Linked DNA regions of Mus musculus: region 2 is linked to region 1. The links are chromatin contacts, called in public HiChIP or PLAC-seq maps. All regions are on one chromosome and are shown on one strand. Each heading gives the region's core, a stretch centred on a gene start, on an enhancer-like site or on the middle of the called end of the contact. The rest is flanking DNA. Distances are from core to core; before and after follow the strand shown.

Region 1 (7,710 bases), core at 2,415-4,914:
ATCCCTCCAGCCCTGAGCATGGGTTGTTTGGTTGTGTAGTCTGACAGTGTCTCCCCTCCAAGTGACTGAATCCATCTGCGTCTCTGACACAGTTAGCCACTCCATCTGCCCCTCCTTTTCTAGTTTCTTTAGTGAGTGCTTTGTCCCTCTGTGCCCAACACCTTCACTTTGCCTTCCTTCTCAGTGCCCTTAACCGCTGAGCCATCTCTCCAGCCCAGCTTAATTCTTTTACTTCTCCTATGTCTCTGTGTGTAACATGTGTGGGTGTATATTCCTGCTCATGTGTGTGTAGGGGGCAGTGCATATGTGCAGTGTGCATATGGAGGCCTGCATTTGACACTGCAAGGCTTCCTCTGTTGCTCTTGTCCTTACTCATTTACCCAGGGTCCTGGTTAAACCCAGAGCTCCCCTGAACCTCTGGCGTACCTAGCTAGTCTGTTCCAGAGATCCCCCTGCCTCTGCTGTCAGAGCACTGGATTACAGACAAGCTCCATGGACATCCAATGTTCACATGGACCCTGGAGACCCCAGGGCCCTGAACTTTGTCTCTTCACTCACATGTAGATTGATCTAGTCATTGAGCCGTCTCTGCAGCCCCCCCTCCCCCCCACCCCCGTCTCATTCTTCACAGTTCAGTACCGCCTCTTTGTTCTCCTATTTTAGCTGTATATATTGTGTCTGTATTTACTGCAAGCCTAACAATGACAACATAGCAAAAAAAAAAAATTCCTTTGTCTCTTAAAGGAGCTAAGGGGAATAAATAATAAGAAATTATCTGTGGAGAAAAAAAAGATACCTACTTTCTTTGATCAGTTTTGGTTTTCTTTTGTCCAATGAGTCATGATTCTGTTTTCCTGATCACAGCTGTAAGGCAGGTGGAGTAGGTCACCTCCCTGGCTGAGGGTGGACTAAGGGTTGTTCAAACATTGCTATGGAAAGTGCACTTGGAGAGACATGCATTGTGGGAAGATGTATCATATCACGCATGTTCCATGTGTGGTCATAAGGTGGCAGCTTATAGAAAACAGGCTCAGCCCAATAGGTAAGTGTAGTAAAAAGGATATTAAGAATCCCGTCATGGGTTTCTACCCACCTTAGACCATTTATGTTCTCAGATAAAAGACACATTGAACACAACCTTTATATATTAATATGCCTCAGGCAACACAATAACTGGACAACTGCCTACCCCCATGTTATTAAAATCTACCTTTCTATCACTAACTGAAGTTATTGTTCATTATGTTTTATCTAGGCTGCTCTTAGCTCTAACCAGCCAACCTACATGGCAACCATATTTTTATGGCTCTACTAGCCCATGACGGTTCTCCTTTCTCCCTTCCTACACATTCTTCTTCTGTTCCATGGTGACTGTTCCCCTCTCTCCTCTCCTTCTCTTCTCCCCAGCTATTGACATCTTTATTTACCAATCACAATCAACTGGGGACAGGGTGTTGGCATCAGGACCTCTGAAACCTGTGACATCACATAGGCGACAAAGCAACCTACACACCTGTTGCCAAGACAACGACCATCATATTCCCAGAACCCATTGGGCTTACCTCCCACCTTTACCTGTGACCACATCACCATCCATATATATAAGAAATCTCTCTCTCTCTCTCTCTCTCCCTCTCTCTCCCTCTCTCCCTCTCTCTCTCTCTCCTCTTCCCCCCTTCTCTTTCTGCTGACATCTTCCTTGCCTGCCCCTCTCTCTCCCAATAAACCTCTTAAATGTGAAACCGTTTTGGCCTGGGGTACTATGTTCAGACTCGAGCCACTATTCTAACACATCACAGGGTCACTCTATGTCTTACACACAGACTCTTGTCTTTAGAACAAACAGCCTGAAGGGCCCCCAAATTAACACCAAAATAGAAATAATGTTAGGTCACCACAGGTAAGGAAGTGAGTTTGTGCACCTGCATTGGAGGGTTCAGGGTTTACGCAAAGGCACGAGGGGACTTGACTGCTCCATTGGAATCTCACTAGGTCAGGGGTGACAAGAAAGAGAATGTATCACATGACCCAGCCTTATCACACAGGTCCACATGGTCTCTCAGGCTTAGTGTTCACAGATCATTTGTCAATGAGTTATCAGGGAAATAGGAGGGTTTTCAAAGATTTGTTTTTATAATGTTTTCAAGTATGTGTGTGTAAGTGTGTAAGCTCCCATATGCCCACATAGTCCAGAAGGGGGGTGTCACATCCCATGGAGCTGTAGTTACAGGCAGTTGTGAACCTCCTGAGATGGGAACCAAACTCAGATCCTTTGTAAGAGCTGTATGTGCTCTTAACCACTAAACCATCTTTCCAGCCTCTGAAGTTTTAAAAATTTACATTTTAAAAATATTTATTATGTATACAGCATTCCTCCTGCATATATGCCTGCAGGCCAGAAGAGGGCACCAGATCTCACTATAGATGGTTGTGAGCCACCATGTGGGTGCTGGGAATTGAACTCTGGACCTCTGGAAGAGTAGCCAGTGCTCTTAACCGCTGAGCCATCTCTCTAGCCACCAACATTTTTTCTTATACTGCTCCTTTATTCTGTAATTGTCAAATATGTTACATTTCTATGTGGTGTAGCCCGGATAATTGAAATATCATTCTGTACAGCTGCTTTTTAAATCAATTGGAAGGAAAAGGGAGAAGATTTTTCCAGGAATGTGGTTTCTGTTAGAATTCCCTACAGAATTCCTTTTGTTATTTGTGGTTTTATGTGTATGGATTCGTGTTACTGTCTGGTGTTTAACTTTAAGCTTGAAGGACTTAGTTGTGACTGTAAGGGAGGAACATTAGCAAGAAATAATCTGCTTTTTACTTGAATGCCCTTATTTCAATTTTCAAAATTAACCCTTATATTTATATTGTGTACTTGGGTGTTTTGTTTGATTTATAGCATGTACCAAGTGCATGCAATGCCCATAGAGGCCAGAAGAGGGCGCCATATCCCCTGGACCTGGAGTTACAGATCGTGGTGAGCCGACATGTGGGTGCTGGGAATCAAACCCTGGTCCTCTAGAAGAGAAGTCAGTGCTCTTAACTGCTGAGCCATCTCTCTAGCCCCCTTCCTAATTCTTAATAGATCATTGCCTATAGAGAGTTAATACTGAGCTACTTCGTGTAAAATGTGTGAGCCTCGTGACAGGGTAGTCTTGCCCCTCTACCACACCTTAATGGCATAGGCTTATCCACATACACTCTTCACTTACAACACTTACTTTCTTAGATTGTTGCATTCCTTTAAATCCATTTAAAGAAAGCAATTGGTGTTTTAGGTTTTCCCATGGAGGTATCTTACCCACTGTATCTCGTACTGTGTTTCCTCTGTGCTAAGGGACATCTTTGATCTTCTCACATGTCCCTCGTGAACACATTCCTGAGTGTCCACTTACCTAAATATTTATATCTACACATATGTTTATATATATACACGCTTCATTACTTACGGATTATTTTTCTGGGTTAGATGCCAGGTTGCCAGGGCACTGTGGATTCTGCTAACACATTTTGAAGATGTTACTCTGTTTGTCTTATCTGCTGATGGCCGTTCATTCTGCTGTCTGCCCACATAAGCTATGCCATTCTCCTTGGAGTGTTATTGAGGTCTTTGACTTCATCTTTGCTTTAGTGTGGGAGTCTACAGACTCTGAGGCCTACGATCTGCCCAATTGTGAGCTAAGATTCTAAGCTTCCTACATCACCAATACTTGAATTCACAAATTCTCTAAATTCCTTCTCTTTTCCTTTTTTGTTCTCGACACCCCACCCCCTTTCCTCCTGCCTTCTTCTCTTCAGCTTTCAGGTTCAATCTGATGTATTTCCCCAGTATCCTAAAGAACTTCTCCTTACATGTTCTGTAGCACGCATCTATTGTAAACAAATTATTAAACTTCATATTTATCTAGAGATAGGTAGGTAGATGATAGATAACATGTGCATATATATATATATATATATATACAGGCAGACATGCACATGTGTGTATGTGTGTATGTTCATATACATATATGTGCCTTTATTATTTAAAAATTAGGTTAATATTTTACTTTTTATCTGTATGAGTATTTTTCCTGCTTGTTGTCTGCGCACCATGTGCATGCCTGCTGACTGCAGAGGTCAGGGAAAGAGCATCAAATCCCCAGGAAGTGCAGCTATAGATAGTTACAGATCACCATGTGGGCGCTGGGAACTGCACTGGGCTCTTCTGCAAGAGCAGCCAGTGCTGCTAACCTCTGAGCCATCTCTTCAGCCCCATAATCTTTGTTATTGAAGGATAATTGTGCTCCAGCTGCTGGGACTCGGTTGCACATGTGAGATCACCTGCATCCTGCCGTGGCATGGATGCTCTGTGAGATCACCTGCATCCTGCCATGGCACGGATGCTCTGTGAGATCTCCTGCATCCTGCCATGGCACGGATGCTCTGTGAGATCACCTGCTCTGTCCATGCTCCCTTCCTTTCTCTCTGCTTTTAGGAAGGTGGCGCCTGTTGATTTATCTGATGTCTGTCTCCAGGCTACTGTTGAGACCATTTGGTGAATGCTTCACTGAGGAAATGACACTTTTGTCTTTAAGGTTTGCATTTGGTTCTTATACGCTCATATTTCCCTTTCAGTTTGGAAGTCTATTTACTTCTTGCAACCACAGGTTTCTTTTCAGTCCTCAAACAACTTCTTTCAAGTGTTTAGTCTGTTCTGTGAGCCATTGGCCACTTGGGCTCACTCTCTGTGAAGTCATATTCTTCTTCTGACTACTGGTCACATCTTGCTGTTTCTATGTGTGGTCGGCACGTTTCGATTCCGTGTAAGACACTGAGAGAAATGTGGGAACTCTGGAACCAGTTATCTTCTCTAAAGAGTGTTGACTTTGCTGACTGTTAACCTGCTTACACCACATCTGTGAGCCCCATCTCTTCTCTAACAGGCAGAAGAAGAAAAAAAAATCACTGCTCGCTTTCCCCAGTTTCCCAGATGTGGTCTTCTACCAGGCTCCTTGACATAGCCTCAATTTATGAGCAATTCACAGGCACCAATTCACATACTTAGATGTCTGCTCTTCTTTCTGAGCATCTGGCCCTCTGCTCAGGCGGCCCTGACTTCTCTGAGTTCTCTGAGTCAGATAGGTCGTCAGCCACCTTGCCACACGGATCTGAAGGGTCCACGGGCCGAAAGCCCTGTGCATCATAACCCTCTACAACCATTTCCTTCATTCAAGATCAGTGCTTGCCTAACATCTGCCTACTTTAGGTTGCTTGATATTCCATATACACACACAGTCAATCTTTCTCACTTGTACCAGGCTGGCTGGACACAGGCCTCACCCACCATTAAGGTCGAAGGATATCATTATTTGCAGTTAAGAATTTATGTATTATGTATACTTTTGGCCTGTGAAGCTTTCTGCTTAAAATGTTGTTGCTTCTCAGAAAATAATACCCTTTTGGATAATGGCATGAAGCTTGGTGGGCACAGAGACTTCGGTAAACACAGAAGCCTGATGTGGGGTGATAGAAGAGAAGAGAGGGAATGTTGGGGACAGAGTGGAAGGAAAGCAAATTGAAGTGGTTTTAACCTAGCCTCTCCTCAGGTTGACTAACACCTATTGCCAGCCTCAGGTTCAGGAGACTGAGAGAATCCACAGGGGTCAGAGCTGATCTGCGTGGTGAACACCAAGACTTTCATCCGTAATTGCAGGCTTAGATGTGTGTACCGAATGCAGAGATGTTTTCCACTGTGTAGGTAAATGTAGTGGATTGGAACACCTAGGATAACCTATTATAACCCATGCTTCATGTGGGCACATTTAAAGGGTTTCTGGTAGAAGTCGCAGCTACTGGTAGAACTCAGCTGTTAGCTGGGAAGGAGCCTGTGGCCACAGAATGGAAGAGGAGGAGACCAGCCCCCACCGCACACCGAGGCTGCTTTTGGAAACAGGACTCCCTTGGAGTCTGCAGGTACCCACAAACACACTAAGTACTGCACACCGCAGAGCACCTGGAGGAGTGTAGCACCCTTGTGAGTTAATCAGACCCCTGAAGAGGCCCTTGAAGTCCAAATTTAGTCTAAAGAATACGTTTTCTTCAATAAGGACTTAACAGCTGTCAGAAAATCAAGGGCATCAGGTGGGGAGCGCAGATGCCTGTGTGGGCCCGTGGTAAAGGCAGAGGGTAGATTTGAACTGTGAGTTCTTGGGGCGAGCATGACTCCCTGTGAGAAGTTAGGATGAGCTTACTCACGGTGGCTTTCCACTGCTTCACAGAGGCAGGGGCACAGTCCTCACAAGGGCCCAACAGAGGTGGCCAGTTGTTAGGGCTATGATATTTCCCTGTAGGATGTCCTCCACGTGGTAGAGACACGTCTCCACTAGCGTAGTCTGTGGTGGGCTCGGGGAATCCTCTGGGATGGTGGGTGTGGCTCATCAGTTAACCTGCCGCAGCTGGAGTGTGGGTTAGGAAGCTTGCTCTTCAGCAGTCCCGTGACAGATAGCGGTGACGATGAAGTGAGCCATTTGCTCCGTTTTCATGAGATAAGTTTGACACCTGCAGTAAGGATGGCACACGGGGGCATGACAGGACACAGACAGGAAGGAGTACATGGTGAAGAACGGGCTCAGCAGGCACTTGCTACTCGCTGGCTGGCTCTGGTCCCGTGACGGCTGCTCCTCACTGCCATCCTGATGGGGCTTAGAGTCACTGTGGAAACACACCTCTGAGTGTGTCCACGGGTGTGTTTTCAAAAGAGGATTTGACAGAATGGGGAAGACCTGCCATGAATGTGAGGGTCACCCCGTGGTCATCATCACTGGGGGCCCAGGCTAACAGAAAGAGGGATGTGGGCTAAATGCCAGCACTCATCTGTGACCTACTCCTTTGCTCTTCCATTGCCATGGCTTCGTGAACTAAAGCAAGCCCTTCCTTAAGTTGTATTTGCCAGGGATTCTATCACAGTGATGAAAAAGGAGATTAACGCAGGTCTTATTGGGTTAAAAGTATTATTGTCTGTCCTTTATAAGTGGAGAATCCTTTCTGTAGGTGCTTCTTGGCCATTCGATACTCCTCAGTTGAAAATTCTTTGTTTAGCACTGTACCCATTTTTAATAGGATTATTCGGTTCTCTGGAGTCTAACTTCTTGAATTCTTTGTATATATTGGATGTTAGCCCTCTATCAGATGTAGGATTGGTAAAGATTTTTTCCCAATCTGTTGGTTGCCGTTTTTGTCCTATGGACGGTGTCCTTTGCCTTACAGAAGCTTTGCAATTTTATGAGATCCCATTTGTCGATTCTTGATCTTAGAGCATAAGTCATTGGTGTTCTGATCAGGAAAATTTCCCCTGTGCCCATGTATTCAAGGCTCTTCCCCACTTTCTCCTCTATTAGTTTCAGTATATCTGGTTTTATGGGGAGGTCCTTGTTCCACTTGGACTTGAACTTTGTACAAGAAGATAAAAATGGGTCAATTTGCATTCTCTACATGCTGGCCACCAGTTGAACCAGCACTATTTGTTAAAAGTGCTGTCTTTAGTCATCAGGGAAATGCAAATCAAAACAACTCTGAGATTCCACCTCACACCAGTCAGAATGGCTAAAATAAAAAACTCAGGTGACAGCAAATGCTGGTGAGGACATGGAGAAAGAGGAACACTCCATTTCTGGGATTGCAAGCTGGTACAAGCACTCTGGAAATAAGTTTGGCGGTTCCTCAGAA
Region 2 (7,710 bases), core at 3,133-5,632, 240 kb before region 1:
TGCTTCCTTTGCTTACAACACTAAGATGTGAGTCACACATCTTCCCAGAGGGTCAGTTTCCAAAGTACCAAAAGGGAGACCATACTGAATTCATTAGCCAAATGGAAGTAGCTGACATTTCCACCCCCACAGCCAGGAGGTGTTCTGTATGGAGTCCTAGCATATCTCTGGGTCTGTACCCAGTCTGGTCAATATGTATTCATTAGTTATCCCAATGTACTCTCTAAGCACTAGGAGGAGATGCTAACACATTTCTTTTCTTCAGGAGATTGCATATCTTCTACTTTTTCTGTTTATCTGACTGTGATTGAAAATGTATTCTTTTCATAATTGAAGGGTTTCCCCTAAAACTGTAACATTAAAACAGACCAAGGGCAATCAGCAGTAGCCTTTTCATTGGCTTAGTCTACAGGAAAAGGCATTTTGGGATTGGAAATCTCTAGGGAAAATAGCACATAGAGCAGGAATGAACAAGGGCTGGGTGTAGCTCCGCTAGAGTGTATGCCCAGTGCTCATAAGGCTCTGAGCTCTCACACCACAAATGCAGCAGACCTAAACCAACTAATTTACATCAGAAGGACCTTTTAAAAAGATTAACTTGCTTTTGTGTTTTGTAATTAACAAGAGAGGAAAACATAAAAAAGCAAGTTCTTAAACTGAGGATGTAGCCCACTTGGCACAGTGCTTGCCTGCATGCATCAAGCTGAGTCCAGTCCCCAGCACTGCACAAACCTGGGCACTTGGGAAGTGGAGGCAGGCAGAGCTCAAGGTTATCCTCAGCCGCACAGTGAGGTGGAGGTCAGCCCTAGCTGTAAGAGAAAGCCATGGAAAGTTAAAGCTTACCTGCAGTCTGCATGGAGGCCTCGGGAACGCGGAGCGCAGAACCCCAGCCATGGGGGTGGGAATTCTCTCTTCAGAGGCTGAGGAGTAGGAAACACACTGCTGGTCAAACACATAGCAGATGGGCACATCTCCCCTTCCGTGTCGGTAAAACCTCAGTAGTCATTATACGTTAAACAGTCCTATTTTCATCTAGTGAGCTTAGTGTCTGCGTTCATCCCACAAAACTGGGAAATGGAGTTTTCTATCACCCAAAACTTGTCACAACAAGTATAAATAATATTTGATCATTTTTCTTTGTCAGAGAAATCACAGAAAATGCAAAACTAGATGGTACTGAAGAAATTCTACCTCTTAGAATCAGAACCAAGTGCCCTCTTATTTTACATATGAGGAAGATGACTTGCAGAAAGCAATCACTTCCCCAAGGTATCCAGCCATTAGGAGAGTATGTACAGATAGGCATTGGTGGCACATGCCTCTGACCCTACACTTGGGAAGCCTGGGACAGAAAGAAAAGTCCTCCCTTTCAGACTCCTCATCTCCCCTCAGGAACCCTGCCAACCACTAGGGTTGGCATGTATGTACACATGGGCTCACTTTGTTTGTTGAGAGGACAACTACACCAGCAGCTATGAACACACTTTGTGCTCAGATAGTGACTTTAATAGCACTCGCTTCAAAGGGCTCCTTCAAGAGACAGCTGACAGTCTGCTGCAACCTGAGGAACCAGGAAGTCGGTACTCAGAAATGCAAACCCAAGGGAGCGTATTAAAGGGATACAGACACAACTGAAACAGCTCCCAGTGGCCATACTGGAGTGACTATAGTTAAACAAACACACAACAAAGTTTCAGTTTATAACTGGGACCTACACTGTCATGGATCAGTCCACACTTACATACAAGTAAAGGGACTGGAGCACTGCTCCCAGGAGTGCTGTACAGAACAGCAGGGGTTGCCATTAAGGAGAACAAACTGACATGTAACACTACCTCCACCAGGAGATCAGGGATGGGGAACACCAATGGTGATCAGAGCGGACAGCATTCCAGCCAGGGCTACATAGTGGGAACCTATCATAAAACAGAACAAAACGTTGCTAGCACCTATACTTGATCCCAGGACATGTAATGAAATGACTTCCACCACAAAGCCGATACATTTAACTCCACTTAAGAGAAAAACCACCGTGGACTGAGGGTTATTGTGTGTGCTAGCTAATTTTATGTCACCTTGCCATAAGCCCTGCTTGAGTTCCTGTCCTGACTTCCTCAGTGATGGACTATGATGTAGAAGAGAGATGTGTCTCTCAAAGGAAAATACACCCTTTCCTCCCCAACTTGCTTCCTTTTTTTGGTCATGGTGCTTCATCGTAGCAATAGTAACCCTAACTGTGGAAAACACTTCATTAACACATTTTCAAATATCTCACTTCTCGAAACTGCCAAGGTCATCACAACTAGAAACCCGAGAAACTGGCCAAGAACCCAAGAGCTACACAATCATCATTATATACAATACACACTACATTGGTGTCTGAGTTGGATCCTGGAATATAATAGGACATGGACACCCAACAAAGCTAAAGAAATCTGTCTTAATAAAGCAAATGACGTTAATAACGTACCAATTTGGTTCAGCAGCTGCACTGAGCACCCTACACTAATATTTGATGATAAAGGCAGAAACTGAGCAGGGAAGGTACAGGTCCCTGTACTAAGCTTCACTCACCACTTCTCTTGAAATCTAAAATTGCCTAAAGCTAAAAGCTCATTTATTAAAAAATAAATTAAAAAAAATTAAAGCTGGAACTAGGAATATGTTTCAGAGGTACAACGCTTACCTGGCATGCATGAGTTTCTGGGTTCAACACCTAGTTGAAGCTGGAGGTCTTCTCCCTATTTTGGCTCAAACCTTCTCTTGTCAACAGGTCTACCTGGATCACGCTGTTTCAGTCCTGAATGAGGACTACCTCCACCAAACAGCTTAACATTCGCAGCCACAGCCCTGCCAGCACTTCTGCACCTTGCCTTACTTGAGTACTCGTGTTCTATTGTACTTTGCTGGTTTACCATTTAGTGGCTGTCTCCACTCTGTACACGGGACAGTGCCAGAAGACAAGGACTTTATATTTTGGTTTGGATCTGCTCAAGTCATAGATGTGTCTCTCAAAGCAGCTTCGGCACTCAAGATTCTCTGCTGAAGTTTAATTTCAGATATAAGCAGGCAGCACCATCAAAACTGCTTTTTGTTGTTGTTGTTTTTCCTTTTGGTGAGGGAAGGTACTGGGGATTGAACCCATAGCCTTGCATACAGAATATAAGTGCTCTGAGCTGCAACTCATTTCAATACAGTAGGCATTATTCTTATGTGCGTAGCTTTTGGACCTTGAAGCAATTATACTGCCATCTACTGTACAACAACTTTCCTCTGTACTGTTGCAAATACCAGAAAAATGGGGCTGGAGACATGGCTCAGCAGTTATGAGCACTGGCTGCTCTTCCAGAGGTCCCACATTTAATTCCCGGTGACCACCTGGAAGCTTACAAATGTTTTTTTAACTCTATCTAGTTCCAGGGGATCTGACTATCTTCTGGCCTCCATGGGCACTACACGCACATGGTGTAGATATGACAGGCAAAACACCCATACACATAAAAATAAACTGAAAAATACCATTTATCACATGGGATATATAACCTATTTCTATTTTCTAATATGTTAATATATGAGTATACACAGAAAAACAAAAGGCTGCCAAAACCATTTTTCCTCTCCCTCACCCCGAAAGGTTTGCTGGAGTTTTGTTGTTGTTTTGCTTTTTTACAATGGTTATGCACGTAAACAGCTCTTTACCCCTAAACTACAACACCAGCTCGTAAGTGGTTCTTTAATTAATTTCTCTTTCTAAAGGGTCAAGGTATATATCTATAACGAGGAGTGAACATTCCTGAAAATACAGAACACTGAATTTCCCGTGCAATCAACCGCGTTCTCTGAAATCAACAAATGTCTCTCTTCTTCGAATTCCCAGGACGTAAAGGTAGTAGGCAGCCGTCATAACGGCCTCTCAGCCACCAAAAGCAGCTGCTTTAACAAGTGACAATCACAGGGGCCTGCAAAATCACTGTCTTTAATAAACAGCAACTCCAAAAACTCAGCACTCTAAAATCGCAACATCTTAAAATTAAGCAAGTTTTGCCTTCTTAAAAAAAAATAATAAATTTCACTGACGCTTGGATGGCTCGGACCTAGATCTACACGAGTGAGACTCTCAGAGACACGCGCGTCGCAGCACGACTCGAATAAAGTGACAACCTGGCTGCTTTCAGAAGATCAAGAAATAGGTCTGCGGGACCTCCAACTCGAAACAGAAAGAAAGTCATTTCGTAACTGCAGAGAGAGCCTCTAGCTCCCACGACCGCACTCACCGGCGACCGCTGTGTCCACTCCGAACGTCCCCGCAGCCGGAAGGAGAGGAACAGAGGCAGGTGGACCCAGTGCAACATTCAAACCACGCCGTTGCCGTCACAGACCGTACGGTTCTTTGGTTCCGGGAAAGGTTTTTTTTTTTTTTTGTCCCGGCCCATTCACAACGCGCCATAGAAGACAGCGCAGGCGCAGCGGCGTCACGCGTGCGCTTCCTGGAAGCGCAGTGGGTCAGCTCTTGGAATTTGCTGGCGGTGCCCAGGAGTTGTCACAGTGATGGCTAAGTCCAGCCTGGGACAGGATTCCGATAGCACTGCGGCGGTGGCGGTACTAAAGCGGGCAGTAGAGCTGGATGCAGAGTCCCGGTACCAGCAGGCTCTGGTGTGTTACCAGGAGGGGATTGACATGCTCTTGCAGGTTCTGAAAGGTGAGCGAGTTTCGGTTTCCGCTCTGTCTGGGACTGAGCGGAAACTTAAGAAAACGAAACTTACTAACTACCAGGAAGCATTCAAATTCAGGAGTTATATTCTGATAATCTGCAGGACAACGGAGGTGGTGGCCTTTGCAATAGACCGATGTTATCGCTAAGGACCATAAGAGGCATAACCAAATATAATCTATAAGGCTTGATAGGTCTTGCGTTTGAATCAATTTTATTCTTCGTTGTTGTCAGTTTGTGACATGATTTTTCTCCTTCCTCTGGCTCACCTTCCTGCCCTCACCCCAACTATGATCCATTGAGTTTCACTAGGGTGGAAGTTTGTTTACAGAGCTATGTGCACGTTACCAGCGACTACAGCACTGACTAAATTGTCTCTCCCTCCTCCATCAATGATTATATATTCATTCTCAAGATGGGGGTGCATTCCACGGCCATTTATTCTATGTGCACCAACCAGTTGTCAGTCTCTGCAGTCACTACCCGGTACTGGTGGAAGAGGCTTCTCTGACCATGTGGACTACAGCACTGCTCTATGGGCATAAACATAATGAGGTAGAGGGCAGTTTGGCAGATACATCATGTTGATTTAATAAAACTACAGCAGTAGTAGTACGGCCCCTAGGGCCTAGGACCGCCACAGTCTTGATTTTTAGTTAGGTATAAAGTACCAGATGAGAGTCCCTCTTGTCAAGCAGACTTCACATCCAATCAGAAAGCAGTTGGGTACCACATTTACCACGATTGCGCCAATGGGCTCATCTTTCCCAGATGGTTGGTTTTAACAGAGGGAGTGGCTGAGTAAGACATTTCTCCCCCAGCAGCTTGAGTAGCACCATCCAACACCGTGGTACTATCCAACAAGGAGGACGCTTTCAACCAGCTCCAGTTTGTTCTCGACCTGTGGTCAAGGCATGTGGCATCTTTAGCAATAGGGTCTTATGAATGAGTTTTGATGGACATCCAAAAGCAGGGGCAATCCTGTATTGTTTGGGGGGAACTCACAGCCCACTCTCAGCACTGGGGTGTATCTATCTATCTATCTATCTATCTATTTATTTTTCCTATTTATTTGTTTAGTAAGTTGTGTTTCTGGGAGCAGCTTTATCTATCCACAGAGAATACCTCCACTTAAAAATTTTTTTTTCTCTCTCTCTCTCTCTCTCTCTTTTTTTTTTTTAGCTTGCTGTCCTAGTTAGGGTTTCTGTTGCTGGGATGAAACACCATGACCAAAAGTAAGCTGGGGAGGAAAGGGCTTATTTACTTCCACATTGTAGTACATCATTGAAGGAAGTCAGGACAGGAACTCAAACAGGGAAGAAACCTGGAGGCAGGAGCTGATGCAGAGGCCATGGAGGAGTGCTGCTTGCAGGCTGGCTTGTTCATCATGGCTTGCTCAGCCTGCTCTCTTATAGAACCCAGGACCACCAGCCAGGGGGTGGCTCCATTCACAATGGGCTAGGCCCTTCTCCATCAATCACCAATAAAGAAAATACCCTACAAGCTTGCCAGAGGCCAAACCTATGGAGGCACCCCTCCTCAGAGTTTCTCTGTGTAGCCGTAGCTATCCAAACTCTCTCTGTAGACCAGGCTAACCTTGAACTCATAGATCTGTCTCCTAAGTGCTGAGATTAAAAAGACATGTGTCATAACGCTCAGCTAGGCATTTTCTTAATTGAGGTCCCCTCCTCCTCTCAGATGACTTAGGCTTATGTGAAGTTGACATAAAACTATCCAGCACTTACCAAGTATCAGTACTGTCAGTGTTAGCTAGTGCTCTCCTCCCCAGGCATGGCAGCTAGTTTTATGTCAAGTTGACCCAAGCTAGATTTACCTGAAAGGTGGGAAACTCAATTGAGAAAATGCCCCCGTAAGGTCTATGATTAGCAAAAAAAAAAAAAAAAAAAGGAAGGCCACAGTGTATATCTCTGGAGGTGAGAGAACAATTTGGCAGAGTCACTTCTCATTGTCATTTATGTCTCAGGGATGGAATTCAGGATTTCAGAGTTAGTGGCAAGCACCTTAACCTGGTCTTAGTTAGGGTTTTACTGCTGCAAACAGACACCATGACGAAGGCAGCTCTTATAAAGGACAACATTTAATTGGGGCTGGCTTATAGGTTCAGAGGTTCAGTTTATTATAATCAAGGTGGGAGCAGGGCAGCATCCAGGCAGGCATGGTATTGGAGGATCTGAGAGTTCTACATCTTCATCTGAAGGCTACTAGTGGAAGACTGACTTCCAGACAGCTAGGACTAGGGTATTAAAGCCCACTCCCACAGTGACATACCCACTCCAACAAGGTCACGCCTACCCCAACAAGGGCACACCTCCAAATAGTGCCACTCCCTGGGCCAAGCTTATACAAACCATCACACCTGCCATACTATCTTGCTGGCCCCTGTATTGTGCTTCTGTAACACTGTTTGTGGGAGATAACTGGCAATAGGGGAGCTGTATCAATCCCTTGCAGTGGCCGGCACCTCAGTGACCCTTCTCCACTCAGAGGCTCTGTGCTTCTTAATGTTGTCACACAGGACACACACAGCCTCCTGTTTATGAACCTTTGAAGGAGGGGGTACACTCAAACCATATCCAAGAGAAGAGAGGAGATGTTCATTGTTCAGAGGAAATACACAAAGGATAAAGCCAGTAATGAATGAGAATGATTATACCTAAAGCATTGTGGGTGAGGAAGGGGTAGGAAGGAGGAAGAAAGGAAGGGGGAGAATCAAGAATGACTGACAGCATTCTGAGCTCCTCAGCTGAAGAGGGTGAGGAGGAGGGAGCTACAGCTCTGGGGATATCTCAGTTGGCTGAATGTTTATATAGCCTGCACAGAGCCTGGGGTTTCACTCTCAGGACTATATAAAACTGGGCATGGTGTTAGACACCTGTAATCCCAGCACTTGGGAGGTCAGAGGTTCAAGGTCAGTCTTGGCTACTTTTCTAATTTGAAGCTATTCTGGGCTACATAACATCCTTTCTTAAGGGAAGGGG

The links. HiChIP or PLAC-seq counts read pairs in DNA pulled down with a chosen protein or histone mark.
Region 2: a contact with region 1 is called in an H3K4me3 HiChIP or PLAC-seq map of embryonic stem cells, with 13 read pairs. The contact joins the promoter of Mrpl30 here to the promoter of 4930470B04Rik in region 1. A contact is called at or near these places in 5 of 115 datasets of contacts at active chromatin or transcription factors (the 230-238 cell line, bone marrow-derived macrophages and embryonic stem cells) and 2 of 9 other capture datasets (adipose tissue and pancreatic islet).

The regions. Positions count from the first base shown.
Region 1 is chr1:37,649,438-37,657,147 of GRCm38.p6, reverse strand. It overlaps 4930470B04Rik (a long non-coding RNA gene), which reads right to left and starts at 3,664. Exons shown (of 3, transcript XR_373326.4): 1 at 3,453-3,664. The region is part of intron 1 of Cracdl (capping protein inhibiting regulator of actin like); the gene reads left to right.
Region 2 is chr1:37,887,149-37,894,858 of GRCm38.p6, reverse strand. It overlaps Mrpl30 (mitochondrial ribosomal protein L30), which reads right to left and starts at 4,382. Exons shown (of 6, transcript NM_027098.3): 1 at 4,275-4,382; 2 at 1,836-1,916; 3 at 844-920. The coding sequence starts at 894. Mitd1 (MIT, microtubule interacting and transport, domain containing 1) reads left to right here and starts at 4,448. Exons shown (of 7, transcript NM_026913.3): 1 at 4,448-4,699. The coding sequence starts at 4,549.